Linked DNA regions of Mus musculus: region 2 is linked to region 1. The links are chromatin contacts, called in public Hi-C maps. All regions are on one chromosome and are shown on one strand. Each heading gives the region's core, a stretch centred on a gene start, on an enhancer-like site or on the middle of the called end of the contact. The rest is flanking DNA. Distances are from core to core; before and after follow the strand shown.

Region 1 (5,183 bases), core at 1,043-3,542:
GCTGTTTAACAGTACAGCATTCTAATCATTTCCAGTTTTACCCTGAAAGCTTCTTAAAAAATAATAATAATAAAAGAAAATGGTTTTATGATGTTATAAATTTCTTATTTTGATTGTTAAGGAGGCAGAAAAGTAAACTATAAATATTAAGTATTAGTAATACATGAAAATTATTTATGATGGTCAGTGTATTCAGTTTAACCTTTGGTTCACTTTGGTCCCCCTTTAAGTAGTCACTGGTCTTGTGATCCCCTGTAGTCAATGCTTACTTTAAATGTACCTGGTTTTGAAAAGGAAAAAGTGTTGGCCACGTCTCTTCCACTTTTGGCTGTCTGCATTTGATAACTTGCTTCATTCTTCTAGGGCATTTCTCAACATTGGCAAATGGAGATATTTGGATAGTGATTTTGGAACATACACTGGAATTATTCACATAGCTGGCTGTTGACTTTCAGGCTGGTTTTGACAGTTGCTGTGTGTGCTCTTCCCGAAAGTGGTCCATTAACGATCCAAGTTCACAGACCTGTGTAGAATTTCTGCATCTGACAGTCCATCTAAAGAATAAGTTTCACTGAAGCTCCATTTCAGTGTGTGCTAATTTTCATGTCCCTAAATTTTCTGTACACTTTGGCATCATTTTCAGCCTCATGCCACTTTCTCTGTATAGGTGAATATATTATATCCTGTGAAAATGTTTAATTCAAAATGAATTTCCAGTTAGAAATTTTCTAGCAGTTTTTCCTAGAACTTTTTGAACGTGTTATCAAACAGACTTTTTCTCGTGATTTGAAATGTCATTTGTGTTACAAGGTCTATGGTATTTGGCCTTTTTTGTTATATATAGGAACAGTAACTGTATCCCTATATGAAGTGCGTGTAACCATATGAAGTAAGATTGTCAACAAAATGACATCGACAGCTTTGGGGAATAAGACTAAGTATAGAAATCTGAGTCCTAGAACCATTTACTGTCTGTTGAGGACACCTGTAGCAAAATCAGTCGGCAGAGGACTGCCTTGTTTCCATCAGTTGGTCTCTTAAACTTATGTTTCAAGTGGAAGTGGAAGAGTTTAAAAGAAATTGTTGGAAATCTCCACCTGTAGAATTCCCAAAACCTTTGGAGACTTTTTGACTCCCACCTTTAGTGTGGCTTTACTGCTTCAAGTCCTCTGCATTCAACAGTAAATAACTGTCCCCAGCCACTGGCATGGTGTGTAACCTCCTTGGGGTAGGTTTGTGGCTGGAAGCACAGTAAAGGGATAACCTCTACTGAGCATTTCATTTGGTCTCAATGTGTGTGCTGCCACAGACAACATTCGAATATTGGGAAACCAAGACTTCCTGCCATCTGATATTATGCAAGTGAAACTTAATACCCAGAGTATTCGTTTTTCAGTGGCTGACTCAATTTTTTAGGAATGCTTTGCATGCCTCTTTTACACAGTTTTATCTTTATTTTTTTTCCCTACTTAATTTGGTTTAGAAGCAGATGATATGCCCATGAAGCAAGTAAACATCTGTTTTTTATTTTACTTGGTGAATTTTTCCAGTTATTTTATGCAGACCAATTAAGGTTGTACTCCCTGTTGTAATAGATTATGTATTTGTACTCGTTAAGAAATATTTCTCTTCCTGCTTTTTTTTTAATTTGGGCTATCATGTAACACTTTATTTTCTCTCCTGCTCGCGTCTTGTATTTATTGTATGGAAAGTGGACCCCACACGGAGTTCAACAGTTGCCTAGGAACTGTGGTTACCATGACAGTTGCAGCTTGATATATGAGTACATCTGGCTCTACTTCCAAAGCTATGAGTGGATTAATGCATCTGAAAAAATCTACCAGCACAGTATATTCTTTCCTTTTTCCCATGCATAATGTGCATCATTTCTTTGTAACTTTTCTAAGGTTTGTTAAGGAGTCATGGCCACGAAAAGCGAGGCAGCGGCGCCTGCTTATGTGTTTAGTTTTCCTATTCCAGGCCAACTTCTACAGAGAACACTCCATTAATCTACACTCAAGCCCTCTGTTGGCACTTTCAGGTGTGCTTCAAACCTAAAAGTAAAGGGACCTGCTAATTATATTTTAACCTCTAAAGAAGAAAAATCTTCAAAGAACAAGAGCTCTTGACCATTTGTAAATTGAATACACGTTTCTCTTCCTTGTCTATCAGTAAGCAAAAGGCTGCCTGTGCCTTAAGCTTTACACTAGGTCACAGCAGAACACTGAAGTCAGAAGTCCAAGGCTTACATAGCCTCTGGCCTACATTGGTGTTGAAGGCTGCATGAGTAGGTGTGCCCTTCTCTACTCAGCAGCATGCAGTAACAGTAGCCAGGTCAGAGGAAGCATGGCCGTGGTATGAGTGTGTAGGGAGGGATAAAGCTTTCTTGATAGCTTTGGCTTTCTCTCTGGGCTGAACTGAAATGCCCTCCTCCCCCAGTGTATTACTTTGGCTGTCATTTGACTTTGGCATGGGTTCTAAGTTCAGCTCATCTGTAAGGTGTTCTCCTCACCTGTGCCTAGAAACATGTCAGTCCAGTTTGTTCGGATTACAGGGAACCACGATCTTCACCATGTATTCTCGTTTACTTTGGATCGATCCTAGGTTCTACTTTCTTCTTGTTCGTAGAAGATGTACGGCTGAGCTCAGTTCTCATCTTTGGGCTTAAAAATGTTAAAACCAAGATTGTCACTAGCAAGCCACGATTATATAAATAGAGCTCAGTGAGTGAGGGGAGGGTGGGACTGACGGAAACACTGATGTGTCTGAAGAAGAAGAATGTACATGTCTGTCAAAGGCATAAATAGCATAGGCTTAAAAATTTGTCTTTTTTTTTCTTTGCACAAAAAAAGGGCCAGTGTGCATGTAAATGGAAACTGCTCAACCTCTGTGTGTCTTGTGTCACCTTGGGCTCTCCTAGATACTCTGTGGTGTTTTTACTCTCTGCTGTAGTCTTTCCATCAACTTTCCACACTAAATGAACTTGTCCATTGCTGTGTTCTTTTTCTCTGAGGAATAAAATTTTCTAACTAAATTTCCCAGAATCTTCAAGTTCTTATATTGCAAAACTATGTACGGCTGGCTTCTACCTAATAAAAAAAAGTTCTGTAGTCTGGACCTTTGGTTGGTGGTAACCAGGTCACAACAGCTACTCCTATTGAATGACTCCTGAGACCCAATGTATGATAGCAACATTGAAGACTTAACACCTGGCATCTTTCTGTGTGCACTTATTGCAACACAGGAATCCACACAAGCACCTTGTGGTGCAACAAAGAAATGGAAGGCTTAGAGTGTGAGAAAAATGTGTTCATTTGCTGAGCTTATTAACTAGAGGATATAAATGTCACTGTTAACTAATAATGAATTTTGCACAAGATATGTTTGATACAAATCTTGTGACCAACACAGCCACGTGGAATTCCTTGGAGGGCCTTAACTTTAATTAGGAACAAAAAGTCACAAGCTAATGGTGTTGATGCCACATGGAACACCTTCTGGATGATCTAGCTCTAATCTTATTGGCTTCTACCGTAGTACTTATTTCAGAAGAATGATAGGAGTGGTGTTAAAATTGGCAGAGGAGATGACTGCTCACATAGTGTAGGTTGAAGAGCTGCAGGCCCTGTACCTGATGTCTCCTGTCTTTTGCTCAGCCCAGTTGCTTGTACTTGATAGGTCACATCTGTTTACCCATTCCTTCACTTGGATGTTGATAATCTGAGTCAATCCTGACAAGGTAAGACTTTCCATGCTATCAAGGAGAACTCTTAATATGGGCTTAGGTAGATAATAATAAAATAATAGGTTTTTCTCCAGAGAATATGCTATTATAGAGCAGAGATTCAGATCTTTGGAAAAAGCTTTTCCATATTTTACCTGGAAATAGTTTATTTCTAAAAAGCTTCAATGACAAACAAGTGGCATGTATGTTTCCATCCAGTATAAAGGCAGTTCTCTTTGCATGTGTTTATACAGCTGTAAAAATTACACTTGAGAAAATAAACAGCAAAACCTCAAAGGGCTGACCAGTGTTTGTTAGGATATACAACAATTGTTCTTTAAAAAAAAATTCCCTTTCATTTTAAGCATTGCTTTTGTTCCAATGCAGTTATATTGATTTTATTACTGAAAAAAAAAAAAACTTGCTTACAGAGCATACCTACTTTGCAAATTCAATTTCTCATATTTCTATATTCCATTAATTATGAAATAATTACATTCAAAATAATTATATTTCAAACCAACTTGTGTGTCTAACTTGTAAAATTAATTTAGGGATCTTCCACCAAGAGTTAAAACTCAACCATCAGTCATACGTGAAGTTGGGACATATTCATAGTATATTTGCATAAGCCTAATGTCAATCATAAGATATTTAATAGATTTTATGCTGTTGAAAAGGTTAGCTGAGCATAATGTTAAACTTTCCTTGAAGAAGAAAGGGAATTTTAAGATTAGAGACCATTTCAAGTGGTTAAGTCCCCGCTAAACCCACCGTTCCCCAAATTTAAGAATATTCCTAAAAGCAGATATAATCCAAGATCTCCTATTAGAACATTTTGCAACATCATTGCAGTTGAGCTACACTGTTTCTCCTCTTTAGAACATTTCCCCCCCTGTATTTCTGGTTCATGCAGGATTTGCTGATTTTACTGCCCATGTTATGGTGTACCTGTGATTAATATGTAAGCTACTAACATCTCCAGAGCCAGTCCTCAGTACTGCTGTGGGCTACAGTACTGCCTTAATTCTGCCTTCTTCTGTTAGATTTTATGTCATTTAAGTAAGTGAATGCTAATCTAGGCATGGATTCAGATGGTCTATCTGCTATGGGTTCCCATCTGACCTTACCATGTTCTTTCACCAGCATATCCTATTTTTTCTTGTAATATTTCCCTTTACACGGGTCACAACATTTGTGGGAGTGTGTTCCTGTTTCAGTTGCAAGGCTTACTAATAGTGCACAGCCTTATCAGTGGCTTTAACTAGAGCGTAGAATTGAGTAGCTAATGATTAGCCAAGGCAGGCTCTCCTAGGGAGTTAGAAATCTGGCTTTCTTTTCATTTTGCAAACCCTTCAGACTTAAAAACAATTTAACCTCAGACCTTCTTTTAAAATTCCTGTCATGATTTGACTGAAGGAAATGAATTTTGATACTGAAACTAGAGAGTTGTAAGCAG
Region 2 (5,183 bases), core at 1,636-4,135, 430 kb before region 1:
CCCCATCCTACCTCTGGAAATCTCTCTCTCTCTCTCTCTCTCTCTCTCTCTCTCTCTCTCTTCTAAGTAAAAAAAGGAATTATATTTTTAAAGTACCCTAGAGGCTGGAACTCATTGATAAAGAGCACTGACCACTCTTCAAGAGGACCCAGGTTCAATCCTCAGAGCCCACATAGGGGCTCACAACTGGCAGTAACTCTAGTCCTGGGGGGGGGGGGGACCTTGACACTTTTTTCTCCCCTCAGGAGGCATAGCATGCACATAATTATCCAGGCATACATACAGGCAAACCACCCCAAGACACAAAAGAATAAATAAAACAATTTTTAAAAAAATAATAGAATTGGTGATATGGGTCAGCAGATAAAAGCCACAGAGACTGCCTGAGTTCAAGCCAACATCCACATGCTAGGAGTGTGCCGTGTTGGCCTCATTCCAAATGCACACCATTGTGGCCAGCACCCTTTTTTTATGTGCACATGTGCACAAAGTAACTAAAATGATTTTTTTAAAAAAATAAACATTGACTTAATTGATTCCTATATTGAAGTTCATGTGTTTAATTTTATATCCCAGTCTGTAAACCAAGGCTCCCTTTTGAAAATAAGTGAGATAGAAGTCACATTATGATATAATGTAGCCAGGCTTGCTGTGACAGACCTGTAATCTAAACACTCGGAAGACAGAACCCAAATGGCAAGTACAAGGCCAGCCTGAGCTGTATGATGATGTCAAGACAGTCTGATCTGGCTATTGAGTGACACTTTGTCTCCAGATGGAAAACAGAGATGGACATGGCCACATATGTATTATCACAGAGTATCAGGAGCTAGGAGACAGCCTATCTGGAGTGCTGAGTCTGCTTTAGCTACATAAGGAGCTAAAAACAGGGTTAGATGAGACCCTGTCTTTAAAATACTAATTTTTTTTAAAAAGGATGCAAAATACAAATCAGAGTGGGAGGCCACATGTAACAATCACTGCTCTTTTTGGTGGGTACATGAGGTTGTCCTCCCACTTGTAGCCAAAGCCAGCAGATACATTTCCTCCAGTTTGCAAATGCAGCTTCCTAAGAATGGGGAAGAGAGAGACCAGAAGTGAGCCAGAGACTACTGGGCTGGGCTTTAGGGGTGCACTGAGATTCACGTCTTCTTTGTTCACACCCCACCTCACTATGCCCCCGGTGAAGACCTTTCAAAGACTTGAGAAATATGACTAAGTTGATGGTTTGGTTATTTAAAATCACTCTTATTATATGTCAAGCTAGAGGCCAGAGTATTTAAAATCAAATTACCTGTGAGTTGTGAAGTCAAAGAAAGCAATGTTCAGAAACAGTGTGTCTGGGAAGGCGAAAACATTAGCAATTTTTTTGGATGGCTGTAATTTCAGTGTAAAGCTGAAGTCAGGGTATGCACGTTGCTGTCTGGTAGTGTATATTATGCTTCTGACACTTGGACATGATTCCTGAGAAAATCGATTTAAAAGATCACATGTTTCACTTGGGCTCATTTCTGGAGTCCATGTTTGTATAACCCTGTCCGTGGCCTTGGGCCTGTGATGGCAGAGTTCAGCATGTTCAAATTCTGGCGTAAAGGCATGTTCACCTCGTAATGGTCAGAAATAGGGACAGGAAGAGGGAAGAGCAGGCTTCCAATATCTCCTTCAAAGCTATGACTCCAATAACCAAAGCTCCTCCTGGTAGACCTCTCCATGGCCCCATGGGCTAGGGACCAAGTTTTCCATCAGTGGGTCTTTGGTGGACACTCCATATCTAGCCTGTATCACAAGGGTATTGTTGAGAAAAATAATATTTGTGATACTATTAATATTACCAATGCTACTAAAAACTTCCAGCTTTTATGGAAAACTCGATTTACATAAATTCACATATGTGTATATGAGCACACACATATCATTTAACCCCATTCTAAAAAAGCCAAGTTTCAAGATACAGTCCTCATTTGCATATATAAAACTATCAGCTGGCTTGGTGAGGTGACACCAATGTTGTCCTATACCCAGAGAACAGTAGAGCAACTCTGTTGGTACCACAAAGTAAGCAGCTGGAGAGGAAAGTACAGGTCAGGTCACAGAGGCGTTTCCAGTCTTGGCTAAAGTGACTCTAAGTCACTGAGAGACGCTGAGAGGGTTTAATAATATTCTGTGTCTGGTGACAGGATAGAGCAGAAGATTGGTAGCTTTGGAGAGCATTCATCTAGAGACAGAAATTTTAATAGATGTTATGAAATTTTAAAACAAGGATTTAAATTTTTGCCAGAAAGTAGAAAATGGGAATTTCTTAGTAGGCTCTGTGAATGTTGTGAAAGAGAACTCAGGCAGGTAATATTTTAAATGATCAATTTCTGAGAGAAGGCTAGTTACCTTGTTTGGTAGAGTCATGTTCACTGAGTTAGCCTGTGATAAGCCACGACTAATAGAAGGAGAGCAAGATCAGATGGTTATGTTAGGTTTGTACAGTGCTCTGGTTTAAAGTGCTTGTCTAAAAGTTACCTTTAGAAGCCATTAAATATGCTTCGTGTTATCTTAATGTTCAATGAAACAGCTTTTCAGGTGGAGAGAAAATGTGAGAGAAGCTAGAGAAGGGATGGGGATGTCTTAGCTCCCTCTGTGCTCTTTGAGATATTGGAGGAAGAGAAGCAAAGGGGGAGGGAGTACAAGCAGAGAGGAGACAGGGAAGCTGTGGTAGGCAGGCAGAGCCCTTCACCTGCCAGTCTCTAGAAAGACTGAATGAACCAAAGCAGCTGGAAGAGAGAGTCCCACCCGCACCCTAGGATGCTGGCAGTGGTTCCTGGCCCCTGCTTACTAGAGCATGCCAGGGCATGCTGTCTACAAAGATCAAACGGCCAGCTTGGCATCAAGTCTGCTTTCCTGATCAAAAGCCCCAGGTAAACCAAGTCTCCAACCCAGGATCCAGAGACAGACACCACCACACTGCCTGTGGCCAGCGTACTTGGCTAACTTCACTGTGTTCTCTTCTGACACAGATGATGATGAAGCCGGAGAGCTGAAGTCTAGCACACCAGAGTTAGTCAGCAATGACCTATCTGTCAAGGATTCGTGGCAGGATGACTTGCTGGGGGGAAAAAAACCACAGAATCCCTTCAAGGGATATTGTAAGAACAAATGAGATACTCCCCAGACGGGGCCTGGAGCTTTTCCAAACAGAGGTGCTGTGACTCCCAAAGGTACCTAACTACTTTAGAATAAAATTTGTATTTGTGGAAGGCAAACTGAAATTTTTATTGCTAACAAGGACAGCTCTACCCAAACAAAAAGAAGGCAGGAAAGTGTCATTCCTCCCCGGCCCCCATCCGTGTGTTTCTCTAAATAAACAAATGGATAAGGTGTGGCAGGCATGGCCTTGGGGCGAGGAATGATACGGAAAGCCAGAAAAAATTCACCTAGCTACATTTCTTTTTCCTGTAAGAGGAACATTCGTTCTGTGCATTTTATAAATTGCCTAAAATTGTGTTTACTTTCGATTTTATTATATTTATTTGGTAATTGGAGCCAGAGCTCACCTGTCTCTACCGGATAAAGGACATCCACATGGGTGGTTAGTATTTGTTTTGAGCTGGCTTCTGCGCTGGCTAAGTTTTGAACTGACCAGTGAGTACTTGTTTTATTTGGTATATCAGCAGCAACTAACTAGGAAAACTGTCTGAACGGATTGTCATCAGGGAGGATGTTTATTGGACATAACAAGCAGTGCAGAGGTTGTTTGGGTCCAAGAGCTGAGCCGTCCATCAAGAGCCCAGGGGTAAACATGTCTGTGTGATCGGCCACACTCACTGTGTCAGCTCTGCCCTCAAAGTGGCATCCGCTCTGCTTGGAAGCTGGCTGAGACAGTGCTACGGATGCGGATGCGACTGGGATGCAGAAAGGTGCAGGACAGACAGGATGCCTTCCCCAGTCAGTTCCTTTCCAGCCACTGTAAACAGCACTTACAGCCTGCCCCCTGACAAACCGTCCTCGAAGTTCATTGGCCAGAATGGGGTCTCATATCCTTTTCCTTAAGCACTGATTGCAGGAGAGCTTGGAGGATGCACCCAGAGTGGAGAGCACACTGGGGCTCACACAAAACCTACTTCAGTTTGTAAACATTCAGCAAGACATGTCAAGGGCTATTAAAGCCAGTAAGGCTGATTCCTGTATAACAAGGTTGGCTTAATTGTCATTAGTTGGCTCTTGTCTCCTCAGCTTATAAGTGATCTGATAAGGACAAAGTCACAGAGAACATCAGCCTCGGTAAGCTAATTATTAGTTCCTAGATGATTGTTCCAAAGGCAAGTTGAACTTGGGCTTTCTTTCTCTGGAAAATGCCCTCCTCACCATGATACGAGTCAACGGGAAGCAAAAGACAAGAACAAATCCACTTGTTCAACAGGAAATTAGTAAACAGTGCTCACGTGCTGACAATCACTCATCATTGATAGCGAGGGGGCATGAGCAAAAGAAAGAACTGCACTTGGCTTTGGCAATGGCATGGTACCCTGGCCACAGGCTTACTTTCCTAATGGGTTTGTTTAGTCATTCTAATAGAGGTACCAAAGTCCTTGATGAGACACTGAAAGGCACATGATGTGGAAGAGCAAGCCTAGGGCTTTCACTTGATTTTATACAACTCAGAAGTTCCCTGCATATACGGGAACTTGTCTTAGTTACATGCGTGTCTCATTTTTATCATGTATCCATTTACAAATGTGTCTAATGTTTATTATCAGTGCTTTCTGTTTTCAATATTTTCTATGTGAGACCACTGTGCTGTATGCCAGTACAGATTCTACACATACCAAACCCATAGCGAGATGACTACCCATCCTAATTCCATGTCAGCAAATAGGTTTTCAGAATCTGGTCGTTTCAGTCTTAGAAATGTGGCTTTTTGTCTGAACTATCCTGATTTGAATATTGGTTTCTCAGCTTACTGACTTTAAAATTTAGTCAAGGTATATGGTTTACATGAACCTATATTTATCCATCTGTAAAGTAAGAATAAAAATAATATCAATAAAGCAAGACTGCAATCAACATGATACATTTGCCATGTGACTAAGTTTATAGACATAAAGTACTTGTGTGTATCTCAGATATACAAATCATCTAACAGAGTTCTGTTATTATCATGGAATCTCAAAGCCATCTGGCTAGGAAGTTATACC

The links. A called contact is a pair of places that touch in the nucleus more often than the background predicts.
Region 2: a contact with region 1 is called in a Hi-C map of liver, with 5 times the contacts expected there. The contact joins two enhancer-like sites.

What each region holds. Positions count from the first base shown.
Region 1 is chr2:65,116,445-65,121,627 of GRCm38.p6, reverse strand. The region is part of intron 6 of Cobll1 (Cobl-like 1); the gene reads left to right. Among named protein-coding and RNA genes, the nearest start is that of Grb14, 96 kb to the right of the region's middle. Within about 2 kb of position 2,292, at least 41 of the 459 cell types and tissues checked have an H3K27ac peak or open chromatin away from gene starts, as enhancers often do. A contact at or near this core is called in liver, where this site is marked.
Region 2 is chr2:65,545,198-65,550,380 of GRCm38.p6, reverse strand. All of the region lies in intron 1 of Scn3a (sodium channel, voltage-gated, type III, alpha), which reads left to right. Among named protein-coding and RNA genes, the nearest start is that of Gm34833, 6.0 kb to the left of the region's middle. Within about 2 kb of position 2,885, at least 33 of the 459 cell types and tissues checked have an H3K27ac peak or open chromatin away from gene starts, as enhancers often do. A contact at or near this core is called in liver, where this site is marked.